Regions from separate parts of the Mus musculus genome. Here all the other regions are linked to region 1. The links are chromatin contacts, called in public Hi-C, HiChIP or PLAC-seq and promoter capture Hi-C maps. All regions are on one chromosome and are shown on one strand. The core of a region is the stretch at or near the end of the contact, and the rest is flanking DNA. Distances in the headings are between cores, read along the strand shown. Region 1 holds the start of Jpt2 (Jupiter microtubule associated homolog 2). Region 2 holds the start of Capn15 (calpain 15). Region 3 holds the start of Cuta (cutA divalent cation tolerance homolog). Region 4 holds the start of Fam234a (family with sequence similarity 234, member A).

Region 1 (3,253 bases), core at 619-3,118:
CTTTATTTTAATAATCTCATTTTACATGAAGCCACCAGCATCCTACCCTGTGGAGGTTTGACCCCGGCAGACCCTCACTCTACACTCTCACCTTCCCAGTCACTCTGTGGTTATTCAGACACAAGATACCGACAGCCAGACGTGTGTGTCAATGGTATGTGTTCCATGTATGTGATACAACAGAAGCAGGAGCCTCAAAACCATCTCCAGAGATGAGGCCCAAATTGAGTCTGTTACGGGAATATAGGAACTAGCTTTTGAACTTAATATGGGTATTGAAAGTAAGGATTTAGTATTGCTTTGTGTACTAAAATAATGAGCCACTTGGGCAAGAGCAGTGTCCACCTCCATCTCAAAGACAATGGAGCAAGCACAAGCTTCAAAGCCTACAGCAGCAATGCAAGTCTTAAGGTTGCCCCTGCAGGGTCTCACAAATGGGCCTTTCAACAAATAGGGCCCAGAACAATGGCACAGTGTGGCCTTCTGGAAGCCACTAGCAGCCATTAATCACAGTAACACCAGTGGAGTGGAAGGTTCTAGGGCCAGATTAGTCAACTCAGACTTTAGGACCAAATCCATAATTCCAATTACTTTTTCCTTTTGTAGTACCCTTTAAATGTTTCAGTAGAAATACTCAAGTTATCGAGAAAATATAAGGGATATAGGCAAAGATGAAAAGCCAGAGTTCAAATGAACTATGGCACTGGAGAGAAAGAAAATATCGACGGTTGTCAGCGCTCCCAGGCCTCCCTGGAATGATGAGTTTCATAAGAACTAGGAACTAATGAGAAAATCTGGGACAAAGCCATGAGAAATAGACCGGGTGGGGGGTGACGTGTTCTTCATGGTTAGTAATTTTTGTGGATGAATGACAGTAATACCATAACGCTTTTACAGTTCAAACATCTCCAGCACAAGAAAATCCCTCTGCTGAGGAGACAAAAGACAGGGTTAGACGAAAGGAAACCCTGGAGTACAGACAGACCTTACAGACTCAGGCTTTGTAGCAATCAGTCGGACTATGTGCTGCTATCTTCTCCAACCTGCCTAAGTTGCCATCCAAAGCACGCTTTCTATCTAATATGGCCCAGACTGAGGCTTCCAATTGCGCTTCATTATCCAGTTAAGGTAGCTCCCCTTTCCCCCTCATCCCGCTATCAAGTGGGTATTTCCTCCTTTTCCTAAATTCCTCTCCATGGACGCCTACTCAACAATTAACTCCTGGAGCTCGTAAAGTCATTCGAACACCAGTTTCATTTTATCAACTCAAATGGGGATTTCCTCCTTTTCCTAAAATCCTCTCCATGGACGCCTATTCAACAATTAATTCCTGGAGCTCGTAAAGTCATTCGAACACCAGTTTCATTTGATCAACTCAAAGCAGATCAGACAGAAAGCCTAGAGGAAACTGTGTAGGGAAGGTCCCCGCCCAGGGTGTAGCAGTCAGTAGTGCATCCAACAAACACCTGGTCGTGGGTTGGGTCTGAGAACGCTGCCGCTACTCAGCCACATTCAAAGGTCGTCATGACCAACCAAACTGGACAAGGGAAGGGCTCAGGAAGCGGCAAACAGCTCGGAGCGCCCGGCTAGCGTCTGTCCTGAGCAAGCACTTCAGGAGAGCCACGTGTCTTAATCCCGCCGCCCGGTCTCCACTCCGCTCTAACCCCACAGCCTTCCTGCAAGGCCCTGCGGGAGAGCGCGCACAGTATCCTCAGGGGAGCCCCGCGCCACACCCACCGCACTTGTAGGGTCTCCCGCCCGCCACGTGGCTGCGGCTATGCGCCCACCCGGGCCCCAGCACCGGTCCGCGCACCTGGAACCCGACTTGCCAGCTTGGCTGTCCGCGCCCTGGAACATGTCGGCCGCCGCCCCGCGCTTTCACAGCCGCCGCGCGGCGGTTCCCGCTTGGTCCCGCGCAGGTACCCTGACCCGCCCAAGCCAGTTGGACGCCTCTCGCGCCAATCATGTCTCTGCAGCCTATCGTAGAGTCGTGCCCCACTCCTCCCTCCCGCCCCCAAGGAGAGGGAGGCTTGGAGGCCCGCATCGCGCTTACAGCCGATTGGCTGCAGGGGGCGCCTCTCATGGCCTCAGGCGTGGGCATTGGTTCACAGCTCGCCCCACCCCCAGCCAACACGCCTCCGCATGCGAATCCGCATTTTCTGGCCGACCTATCCCGGGCTGGATGGCACTAGGAAGTTTCTGGCCGGTGGTAGCGGAAGGCTTCTTTGGGGTTACAGCACCTTCGGGAGGAAAGGTTCATGGAAGCGCACAACATACCCATAACAGAAGCAGCGAATTCTGTAATGAATTCCGCATTCAGCGGTCACTCAATCGCTGAATCTCTGATGCCTACCTGTTTGCTCACCCTCACCTCCAGGGCACCTCCAGGCCTTAGAGCTCATCTCATTACACTGTGCCTGTTGGAATACCCTAAGCATACTGGCTTTGAAAGCAGGCACAAAAGACAGACATTAGATGAAGTATTAGTATGTATTTATGCACAATAAAAACATTTACAAGCCGAACTGGAAATTTTAGCCGAAGTTTTAACAGTTCTTGTTTATTAAATAACCAAAACACCTTTTATTCCCAAAAAATTGGTAAAGAATAAATAATGTAATTTACAATATGGTACAAAAAATAATCAGAAGGACAGGCATTCTGCTTTATACATACACTGTATATTTATAGTCTATAAAACAAATTCACATCTCAAGCCGGAAACCTCAGATGATATGGCTTAACGATTATCAAAGCAAACAGCACTGAGCTCTGCCTGCTGGGGGCACCCCTCCAGCCAGTGATCTTACGAAAGAATAAGGGTCTGGCTGGGGCAGTGCTTCCAAAACTGGACTGACCACACCAGGCTAGCCTCTGGGAAAGGTATACTGTGGGTTTCTTTCCTTTTTTAAAGTGTTTTTTTTTTTTTTTTAAATTAAGACAAAGTACGGTATTTCCTCATGAATGCATCTGGGAGATTTGTTTTTAAAGTACATAAAACAATTTCCTTCTAAACTTATTTTGACCATTTCTAATAATATGGTTTGGTTAAAAATGCTATTGAACTGAATGACACCTCCCCTAGCAGAGGCTATCACAAGGAATGAAAAAGAAGAGGAGGGTAGGAAAAAAGGTTGACCAACAGATGAAATGTCCCAAAGTCCCACTCCCTGAGCAAGTACTATGCCCGACAGGATCTATGGACTTCAGCTCGCCTGAGCATCTTCTCTAGGACACAATCCATGCCAAGCAC
Region 2 (3,296 bases), core at 111-2,610, 1.0 Mb after region 1:
TACCAGTCAGACAGCTCTAGACATTCTTAGATGTTAGAAAAGAAATGGGTGCATCTCTGTGGAGCAGAAGGACCTCAAAGGAAACAGAATCTACTACCCCATGGAGGCAAGCTACTGTTCAGCAAGACACAATTGCCCTAGACTGCAGAACTGTGGTCCTGAGCGCATCCCTGACAGCTAGACTCTGGAAGCAGGGAGAAACTCAAGAGGCAAGCTCCACATCTGTGACTTGCAGTTCTCCAGACTGGGAAAGGGGAAATTGCCACTGGAGGGGTAATCTCACAGTTTCTTACTGAGTAGCAGTTCTTCCTGATTTATTGCTGAACTGCAGGGTCAGCAGCAAACACTCAGGTAGGCTCTCAGGTTCTCCTGAAACTCAGGAGGTATCTATCCTGTTTTCGAGGCTAGGTGTTTCGCGGTCCTGTTTCAGTATCTGTACTCAGGGACCCTAAGAGCCAGCCTAGCAAGGACCATCTGGCCACACAACAGGGTTCCCAAATCAGACGTGGAAGGGCCCCTTTTTCAGAAAACAAAAAGAAAATCCCGCAGCTGTCAAGGGGCTGCTCTGTAACTTTCTCGGCCTGCTGACAGGCCCGCAAAAACAGAAGTGTGGGATGAGGGGGCACACAGGACGCTTTACTCTTGCTGCCGCCCCAGGCAGCTGCAGGTTTCTGCAGACAGTGCCCCCACGACCTATACCTTCGTACAGTGGGCCAACGCTTAGCCCCGGACAAGAGGGCACTCAAGGACAGGCAGGCACCGAGGGTCGCCTGCGTCTGAGGTTCCTAGGCTGGCCTCGAGTGACCCACACCTCCGGCGCGCTTCCCCCTCCCCTTCCCGCTCACCACAAGCCAGGCTACTGCTCCCAGGACAAACATGGAGCATCCCGGCTGATGCCCTGAGGCCGAGCTCTACGAGTCCTAGGCCGTCTGGCCGGCCGCCTACCGTGGAACTCACCTTAGCGAGCCGGCGGCGCCTCCTCAGCGCTCGCGATCGGTCTAGGCGGGCGCGGCCCTAGTGCCGGCCCTCAGTCGGTTGACCCACAACTTCGACCGGAGGGCACCAAGGGCCCCTTCGCGCCAGCCGCGATGCTCCGCCGGCTTAGCGCGTTTTGGCCGCGAAGATCCGTCTCGGCCCGGCAACCTTACAAACGCCTCCGTAGCTAGCGCCCGCCGTCCCGCCCGGCCTACCCGCTACGCCTTACGCTGCTTCCGTAGCGTGGCGCCCAGCCGGGGCCCGAGGCTACAGCGCGTCAGGGGCGCACGCGGCACTGGGAACCCGGAGCCGGGACTACGGCTCCCACAGGGCAGAGCGACGCGGCTCAAGGCACGCCGGGAATTGTAGTCCATGAATGGTCCTACCCTCTACTCTTTCCCTGAGATTTCGCCCTCCCAACGTGACCGGAGACGCTCAGTTCACGGATGCAGTTGGTACTCCCAAGCTAGTTTGATGTGGCGCGCTGGATCCGGGAAGAGAACGGACTACAGCTCCCAGGATCCCCTTAAGATGGGCTTTGGGCTCCGGTAGGCGTCCACGGGGTTCGAGTGTTACTGCGCCAGGGGAGATGTCGGGAGTCTGGGTCGTGATTTTGTACAAGGTCTGAACCGGTTGTCTGCTGCGTTGGGGCAGTAGGTGGTACAGTCCAACCTAGCTGCCTTGGCTGCTTTCTACCTCTTCCAGCGACTTCTGGTTTCTTTCCCAACGGTCTGAAGCAGCAACCGTGCTGGCACTGCTCCTTCCGAGGTTACTCCATCTGAGGTCTGTGTTTACTCGAGTGCTAGATAGGCACGTCACTTTTTCTAGAGAAACACTGGCATCTGAGGCAGTCCTTTGAGTTATGTTCACAAGAGCCCCCAAGCTATTTCCCATTAGAGCCCTTTGGCTCCCCCGAATTAACTTAATTCCAGCCACTTGTCCTCTGCAACTGAAAGCTAACTAAGAATCAGGCTGCTAGCCGGGCGTTGTGGCCCACGCCTTTAATCCCAGCACTCGGGAGGCAGAGGCAGGCAGATTTCTGAGTTCGAAGCCAGTCTGGTCTACAAAGTGAGTTCCAGGACAGCCAGGGCTATACAGAGAAACCCTGTCTCAAAAAACAAAACAAACCAAACCAAAAACCAACCAAAAACCAAAAACCAAAAACAAAAAACAAAAAAAAACATAGCACATAGCAAAAGGACACCCGGCACTCTGAATGTTGTGTGAGAGATTGGGTACTATTTGCCCCCGGACCCAGAAAACCTGAGTCTGGCTCAGTAGAGACTACAGATAATGTTTCTGGGAAATCATTCATGCTCCAGAAGCTAGAAAGCTAAAGACTGGCCATTGAATTCAGGATGCTGTGGGGACACCTATGCCTGAATGGGGAAGACACCAAATTTTGGCAAGAGGAGAGGAGCAGAGGCTGTCTTCCTGAGCCCCCTGACAGTGGTGAAGTCACTGCTCATTCATCAGTAGGTGATACCCATGATCAGGAGAATGGCCAAGCTGGATCCAGGACAGTATCTCTGGTCACTACGGGTCATCACTAGTGCAATGATGTATCACTGCACTAAGTAAGATGATCACACAGCAGGTAAAGCTGGATCATCCCAGGTTGGCTGAGCCCTGATCTATGCTAGTGTAGTATGGGCCAGAAGACAGACACCCTGTTGAGTGCACAGACCACAGGACACCCTGCAGAGGTCAAGAAGGGCAGAGAGAGCTTTGCAGGGACAGAAGCCATAGATCAACCACCCTGACTCTTGAGCAGATGGGACCCAACACTATTCCTCATAGTTTTGGGGCCACAGCTACAAAGGTATAGTTGCTTAGGTATAGTTGCATAGTTGCTAAGGAGACTGAGGCAGGAGGGTCATGAGTTCAAAGTTGACCTGGGCTAGAAAGTTCAAGGTTTTGTCTCAAAAAGTAGAGGGGTGGGTCAAGATGGTGCACTCCTTTAATCACAGCTCTTGCACTTGGGAGGCAGAGGCAGGCAGATCTCTCCAAGTTTTGAGGCCGAATCACATAAGACCCTGTCTCAATAAACAAAACACAAAGGTACACTTATAAAGGTGCATACTGCAGCCACAGTGCAGCTAGTGCTTGCCTAGCACGCGTGAAAACCTAGGTTTAGTAAGACTCAGAAGCTATTACAGAGTCAAGGTCCCCATTGGGTGAACACCCAGAAAGCTTTAGACAGGACTGGCAGGTTAGTCAGGTCTAAAACTTGGGTCTAAATTTCTCTTGATTTCCACAAGTGACATATACACACACAAGTCAGAACACCAACCTCATGGAAAATGTAAGTGGAGGTTCCC
Region 3 (3,303 bases), core at 524-3,023, 2.0 Mb after region 1:
TATTTTGTTACAGCTTTTGAGATAATTTTTTAAGACTATTTAACCCCTGGGATTAGAGATTGGGGGGGGGGGTTTGGGTGGTCCAGGATTCCAGACTGTATGACTGTAATAAAGATAAATAAACCTAGTAGGCATGAGTCATTTTGAAAGATTGACAAGAGGCGCTCTCGATCTTCCCGACCACATCCATGTCACAGAGAAAAGGCATCAGGAGCAGGAGAGGATTTATTGGGGGTTCGGTCATCACATGGAAGCCAGGGGGCATTAAAACAGGAACAGGGCTCCTCATGGTAGGGCTGTGCCAGAATTTGAAACCGATTCTGTGACCTGGTGCACCCAGTGCAGGTACGGGGGATTTCCCTGCTCCACAGGCAGTGCAATCACTTCGGCCACTTCATAAGGGTGCACAGATCTGCGAAGTGATAGGGCGAGGTTATTTGGACACCCAAAGATACACCCCCTAAGACACCAGCCCTGGACTCCCCAGTAAGTTCCACCACACAGTGTCCACCTCAGCGCTTGGGGGAGGGGAGGCGGGGAGCGGGGTTTCTTCTCACTCAGTGGCAGAGTGTTTGCCTGAAATACTCAAGGCCCTGCCTGGTTCATCCCCCAGCCCCACCACCACCACCAAAAGAAAATCTCAAAGTTCTTACCGAACAAACTCTGTCAGAGCAGGGACCAGGGAGCTTTGGGTTTTAATCATCTAAAGGGCAAAGACAGACATAGTTCAACCAACGGGGTAGAGAACTGGTGTCAGGAGAGGGCCAGAGTTGTCAAAGGAGCCAGGCAGGGGGGGAATTTTCTCACCATCAGCACCTCACTATCTTCCTCGATCTTTCCTTTCCATTCATAGCTGAAGAGGTCAGAGAAAGAAGGGAACAAAGTCTTGGGAAAGGAAGATTTCTCCCAGAAAAAGCTCTCAGCCCCTCCGGGTAGATTTCCGTTTCTAACTGACAACTCACATGGATGTGATCTGCGGGATGAGGTTGACGCAGGCTGCCAGACGCTTCTCTACCACTGCCCTGAGGGTGAAGCGAGATCAGAGTGTGCACGACCCGGAAACAGCACCCTTCCCCTAACCCCAACGCTCTCTCTAGGTCATCTGGCCGAGGTCCCCACCTGGCGATCTCCTTGGCGACTTTTTCGTTGGGACAAGTGACAAAGGCTGCAGAGACTGATCCTGGAACGTAGCCGGAGCCCGAGGCCGGAGGGGGCTGGGACGGAGGGCTTCCAGAAGCCATTGACAGCAGAGCTCGGGGTAGCAACAGAAGGCGGGAAGCCACCGGCAGTAGCGCTGGCATCCAAAGAAACGACAGGAGCAGAGTGGCCTGGAGCAGGGGGGAGGGCGGATTCAGTGTCCCCACAACTGCCCCAGGAAATTGCACCTGGGCTGCCTTCTGGGGCAGACACCAAGCCTCTGCGCTGCCTTTTCTGCACCAGGAAGAAAAAAAAAAATGTCCCTGAAACTTAAAAGAAACTTGGGACAGCTCCTCTGTTCCGCTGCAGAAGCTGGGTGAGACTTCGAGACCGGAAAAGGCGGGGCCAGACTCACCCCTCCGCCGAGCAAGACGCCGGGCGCCCGCCCCCAGTTCATGCAGCCCGCGCTGGTAGAGAAAAGAAGAAATCAATGGCCGCTCATTGCACGGACGAAGGACCCCGAGCCCCGGCGGAGCGGCCGCCTCTTACCTGCAGTAGCCACGTGACGCGAAAACAGTGTGCACCACGTGACAGGAGCAGCCCTGCCTTCCCGGAGTCTCCAGACCTGGCCAATCCCGGCCCTCAAGTGGCCCGGTAGCCCCGCCCTCTTAAGTGGGCGTGGCGTCGAGCCCTCCGACCAATCGGCAGCTTTATCTGAGGTCGTGCGCCCCAGCGGCCCGCCCATTTCCGTGAATCCTCAACCGGTTGCTGGCAGGGGAACGCCGCTGCGGCGACCCGCCGTCACGTGATGAGGCCTGTCCTTTCAGGCGGCGCCGCCTCAGGAGCAGCGAGCGGAGGCCAATTGCTGGCCGGCCTCGCGGTCCACGTGACGTGAGACCTGGCGACCCGCGCTGTCGCTGCGTCAGGCTGGGGCCGGGGAGTTGTCCTGAGCTCCGGAGTGTGCCTAGTAACAGCCCCCCTCCCTCCCCGCGCTGACAGGCAGCCTTGGGTGGGGACAGTTCCCCCCACCCCCCGCCACCGCCCTTGCGTTAGCACCGAGCTGAGAAGCCAGCTGTCCCTGGGTAGGGGGCAGTGATCAGGCAGGCTCAGACCTGGCACTGCCGTGGCTGGGAGAGGAAAGACACCTTTTCAAAGCACTGGGTGACACCTGTAAATGGGCTAGTGGGTGATGGAAGATACCCAGAGCCCAAAGCTTCGGACAGAGGCTGACAAATGAGTGGAGAGGAGAAATGAGAGTTGCAAGTTAGAGTTCAGAGTGTGACCCTGTTCTTTCCCCCTTGCTGACTCTTCTCCCCAGGACTGGCCCACCTCTCGGTCTTGGGTCTCCTTACCTTCATCCATTCCCCCAAGGAACCAGGACCTGCCCTACATAACCTCCCTGGAGCCTAAACACATCCAGTGACCCAAAAATGGAGAGGGGACCAGTGAGAGGACAGAGAAGAGGGTGGAGACAGCAGGAAAAAGGGCCCTGCCGCCCAAATATTAGCCCTCCCTCCAAGGTCTGGGGTCCTTGGCATGGGTGGCTCCTGTTAGGCTTCTGCATTTTCTTGAGTTGGGGGGGGGGTTCTCAGAGATCCTTGTGTGTGTAGGTGAGGGGTTGGGGGTCCAATATTTGGGTCCTGTGGGGGTGGGGGTCCAATATTTGGGCCCTTCCTAGGGTCTGGGTTACCTGGGGAGTTGTTTCAGGAAATTGAACCTCGCAATCGGTCACTAACTCACATCTTTCAGATGTAATGTATTTTAGATCTCTATGTGGTCATCTTCATCTTTGGGTCAGCCGAATGTCTCCTCCTTCATCCCCAAGTTTGCAGTTTCTTTGAGATACGAATGTGGGGTTTCTTACCTCTAGCTAGATTCTAAAATTTAATTCTGGCCTGGGGCACTTTCTAATATTGGCTTCATCTTTTTCTTTGGGTCTAGGTCTCTGTTTTGGGTCTCCCAAACTACAAGTCCAGGGTTCGAATAAGATTAACATGGGTCTGGAGAACCTTGCTGACACTAGAGTCTCATATTCTGGTCCCTGACTCCTTTCTTTAATTTAGGGGGTGGGGTCTGAGCTCAGAGGTCTCTTTCCTTCTAGATTTGGATCTGTGAGACCCAATTTGTTGAGTATGGAGGTGGGGGGGGGGTGAGGTGGTGAGTATC
Region 4 (3,399 bases), core at 770-3,269, 1.3 Mb after region 1:
AAGCTCATGTGAATGCGATGTGGAAACTTGTGCTGTAATTACAGGGAGTAGGCACCCTTCCCCCACAGGCATGGTCAGTAGCAGGATTTTAAAATATAATCACAAGGGGCTGGCAAGCTGGTTCACAGGTTCAGTCCCCAGCACTCACGCGGTGGCTCACAACCATCTGTAACTCCAGTTCTGGAGGATCCAACACCCTGTTCTAACCTCCATGGGCACCAGGCATTCCCATGGTGTGTGCATACACACTCTCTCTCTCTCTCTCTCACTCACTCACATTCTCTCTCTTCTCTCTCTCTCTTTTCCAGGCAACAGAGTTATACACATAAATTCTAGAAAAAAAACATAACATTCACAAGCTGGACTTGGTAGCATATATCTGAGACCCTAGTACTTGAAAGAGCAAAGAGGCTCACCTCTGGTTTGAGGCCAGCCTGGTCTATACCATGAGTTCCAGGCCAGCCAGGGATAAAAGCAAAATTTGTCTCAAAAAACTCCATTCCCAAAAGAGAGTTGGGGAGCTGGGGAGGTGAGGAGCTGGGGTGCTAGGTCGGTTAGTAGGGTTCTGGGATGGTGACACAAAATTCCACCACTGGAAGACTTGTGACAAGAGGATTCTCTGGAACCCATATAGAGGAGGGAGAGCCCCTACAGGTCACTGTCCTTGACACACTACACCTACACTCACTCTTGCATGCACACACTCATTTCATAAGCTCTGCTGTACCCACCTCCTATGTACCTAGTAATACAAAAAGAATGTGGAGGGGGGAGTTAGACTTTGCAAACTGGGTCATAATGACAGTGGTTTCTATCACTCCCTATCGCCCCACTTCCCTTACAGATAACTCTTCTGAGGGAAGGCAGATACCAACAGAAAACAATGAGGACTCCTGCCACTGGTCTTTTGAGTCCACTATCTTGGATTTGGATCCCCCAACTTGGCGAGAGTTACTGGGCCATCATCACCCAGGTAGACTGATTCCCTACCCACAGAAAGTGTTGACTAATAAAGGTTGTTTTATTTTGTGCATTTGGGGAAGACCGCATATTGTAGCCCAGGCTTATCTCAAACTCCAAATTCATATGTCTCAGCCTCAACTTCTGGGATTACAGAAATCCACCACCACACCTAGGATAAAGATTGCTAGGATAAACCAATAAACTTCTTGTTTGTTATAAAGCAACATATAAGGAATACAAGGAGGCAATGGAAGGAGTAAGAAAAAACGCCAGTACAGAGAAGAAACAGACAGCTCGGTGTAATGAGGCAGGAAGATTGCTTCCAGTTCAAGGCAGCAGGAGGCGGTGGTGGCCTTAAAAGAACATTAGAACTGTGAGGGTGGAATATGAAGACAACCCCATCACCAACCACTCCTGACCGTACCCACCTCACTGCCTTGGGCCTGAACTTGAAGAACATGAACTGATTCTCACTGATACTAAACACACGGGGCCCAAAGAGCGTTAGGATTTAAGGAACATGTCCACCGGAGCACAAAGTTCCTCTGGTAGGTCAACCCCTGTCGCTCCGGGTCACCACAGCGCCCTCCAGGGAACAGACACGACGGAGCAGAGATTTGTTTGGCCAAGTTGAGCACGCTTGAGGGTGCCAGGCCCTGTGCACTGCTACTCTGGGAGCTCAGGCGGGGCCGACCTTAGCTGTGAGCTGCAAGTGGAGGCGGGACCCGCTCCTGGCCCCCACTAGCTCCGGGCGATCGAACGCAGACGGCTTTGGCCGGAACCAGCTCGCGCGTTAAGAGTTACCTAGTCCGATCCTGACCTGCTCTCGGACCTGTCCGCGAGATCCTGCTCCTCAGCAAGTGGTACAGGACTGGCGAGGCTGGCTCAACTGCGGTCCCTGGAATCCGGGATCCACATCCCCAAGGTTCCCGGGAGGACAGCGGCTGAACAGGAGTACAGACTACGCCGGACAGCAGCGCCCCTCCCCGGCGCACCCCGGTCCGCCCGGCCCCGAGGGCAGCGTGCCACGCCCCCACTGGGCCCACCCAGGAGGCCCGCCCCGCAGTAGGCCCCGCCCCAGAGAGGCTGTGACCCCCCCCCTTAGTTCGGCCCACCTGAACTGTGCGTCACTTCCTGCCAGCGGAAGGGGCGTACCACAGCGATTCCGTTCTGTTGACTGAGTCGGTTGCTTAGCAACACGGCCACTGTGTCCAGTGTTGCCCTTTTCGAGCAGAGAGCCTGTTTGTGCAGGAGCATTTTGGCATGATAATGCTGTGATGGCTTAGGCCTGGTGTTCCCATACTAACCCCAGGAATCCATGAATGGAGACAAGACAGAAGGCCCATGCTAAGGCTTCTTTTTTCTAGCCTGCGTATCTTTCCGATCACTTACTGGCCACGGTATTTTCTTTCCTCAGTGCACACGCAGGCACATAGAGACACACACTACGACAGAAAGGGAAGATCAGAGGACAGTTTTGTAGAGCTGGTTCACTTTCGCCTTTATGTGGGTTCTTGGGATCGAACTTAGGTTACAGGCTTGCACAATAGCTTGGCAAGGACTTTTACTCTCTGAGTAGGCATAAATTTTTTGCAACCTACTTTTTTTTTTTTTTTTTGGTTTTTCGAGACAGGGTTTCTCTGTGTAGCCCTGGTTGTCCTGGAGCTCACTTTGTAGACCAGGCTGGCCTCGAATCAGAAATCTGCCTGTCTCTGCCTCTCCAGTGCTGAGATTAAAGGCGTGTGCCACCATGCCCGGCTGCAACCTACTCTTAATAAGGGTCCAACCTCTCCTCTAGCCTACAACCCAGCAGAGGCAGTGGAAGAGAAAAGTTATTAGGATATGGGTGAAATGGACCGGTTCAGCAATAATTCTTTAGGGGTGAGCTAGATCTTCTTGGGCAGCAGTTCAGTCCCATAGCAAACACCAAGTACAATTCAGCAGCTGCAGACCAGTCCTCTAGGGGGGCAGACACCAGACACTAACCACCAGCTGCAGTCCAGTCCTCTAGGGGGGCAGACACCAGACACTAACCAGCAGCTTCAGTCCAGTCCTTTCAGCAAGCAGACACCAGGCAGCTGTAGTTAAATCCTGAAGAAACTTCTAGATTTGCCAACCAGCCTGATGTGAGGCCGCAGAAGCTGCAAGCTGCCATAGGAACCTCACAAGCAGTTCTTTGGATAATTTCTCTCAATGGCAGTGTTACCACAAGGTGAGCTCAACAATGCTATGTAAGGCGAACAAATACATGCGTGTCTTTAGCAAAGAATAGCAAGGCAGAGCAAACCAAATCTCAGTGCTCCTCTCCCACTGTCTGTGGGGTCACATTTATACTCCTTTATCAAGAGTCCTTACACGTGTCTGCTATATCCAACAAGCATCCTTTCACTTGTGTCTGCTTCAGGAAAACAGTCTTTTATGTGTTTGCTTTATCAA

The links. Promoter capture Hi-C pulls out the DNA fragments that hold promoters and counts their contacts. A called contact is a pair of places that touch in the nucleus more often than the background predicts. HiChIP or PLAC-seq counts read pairs in DNA pulled down with a chosen protein or histone mark.
Region 2: a promoter capture Hi-C map of liver shows a contact between it and region 1, with 2.6 times the contacts expected there. The contact joins the promoter of Capn15 here to the promoter of Jpt2 in region 1. A contact is called at or near these places in 2 of 39 promoter capture datasets (liver and pre-B cells).
Region 3: a contact with region 1 is called in a FOXA1 HiChIP or PLAC-seq map of pancreatic cancer cells. The contact joins the promoter of Cuta here to the promoter of Jpt2 in region 1. A contact is called at or near these places in 2 of 39 promoter capture datasets (liver and pre-B cells) and 1 of 115 datasets of contacts at active chromatin or transcription factors (pancreatic cancer cells).
Region 4: a Hi-C map of B cells shows a contact between it and region 1, with 6 read pairs. The contact joins the promoter of Fam234a here to the promoter of Jpt2 in region 1. A contact is called at or near these places in 1 of 39 promoter capture datasets (liver) and 1 of 484 Hi-C or Micro-C datasets (B cells).

Annotation. Positions count from the first base shown.
Region 1 is chr17:24,958,755-24,962,007 of GRCm38.p6, forward strand. Jpt2 (Jupiter microtubule associated homolog 2) reads right to left here and starts at 1,869. Exons shown (of 5, transcript NM_198937.2): 1 at 1,814-1,869. The coding sequence starts at 1,857. It overlaps Cramp1l (cramped chromatin regulator homolog 1), which reads right to left. Exons shown (of 21, transcript NM_020608.3): 21 at 2,472-3,253.
Region 2 is chr17:25,984,514-25,987,809 of GRCm38.p6, forward strand. It overlaps Capn15 (calpain 15), which reads right to left and starts at 1,361. Exons shown (of 12, transcript NM_001347334.1): 1 at 958-1,361. 1700022N22Rik (RIKEN cDNA 1700022N22 gene) reads left to right here and starts at 1,317. Exons shown (of 2, transcript NR_166913.2): 1 at 1,317-1,523.
Region 3 is chr17:26,937,765-26,941,067 of GRCm38.p6, forward strand. Cuta (cutA divalent cation tolerance homolog) reads right to left here and starts at 1,774. Exons shown (of 7, transcript NM_026307.3): 1 at 1,687-1,774; 2 at 1,553-1,604; 3 at 1,120-1,328; 4 at 963-1,022; 5 at 808-853; 6 at 654-703; 7 at 208-412. The coding sequence starts at 1,594. The coding sequence ends at 286. It overlaps Phf1 (PHD finger protein 1), which reads left to right. Exons shown (of 15, transcript NM_009343.3): 15 at 1-144.
Region 4 is chr17:26,242,223-26,245,621 of GRCm38.p6, forward strand. Fam234a (family with sequence similarity 234, member A) reads right to left here and starts at 2,020. Exons shown (of 13, transcript NM_001206335.1): 1 at 1,784-2,020.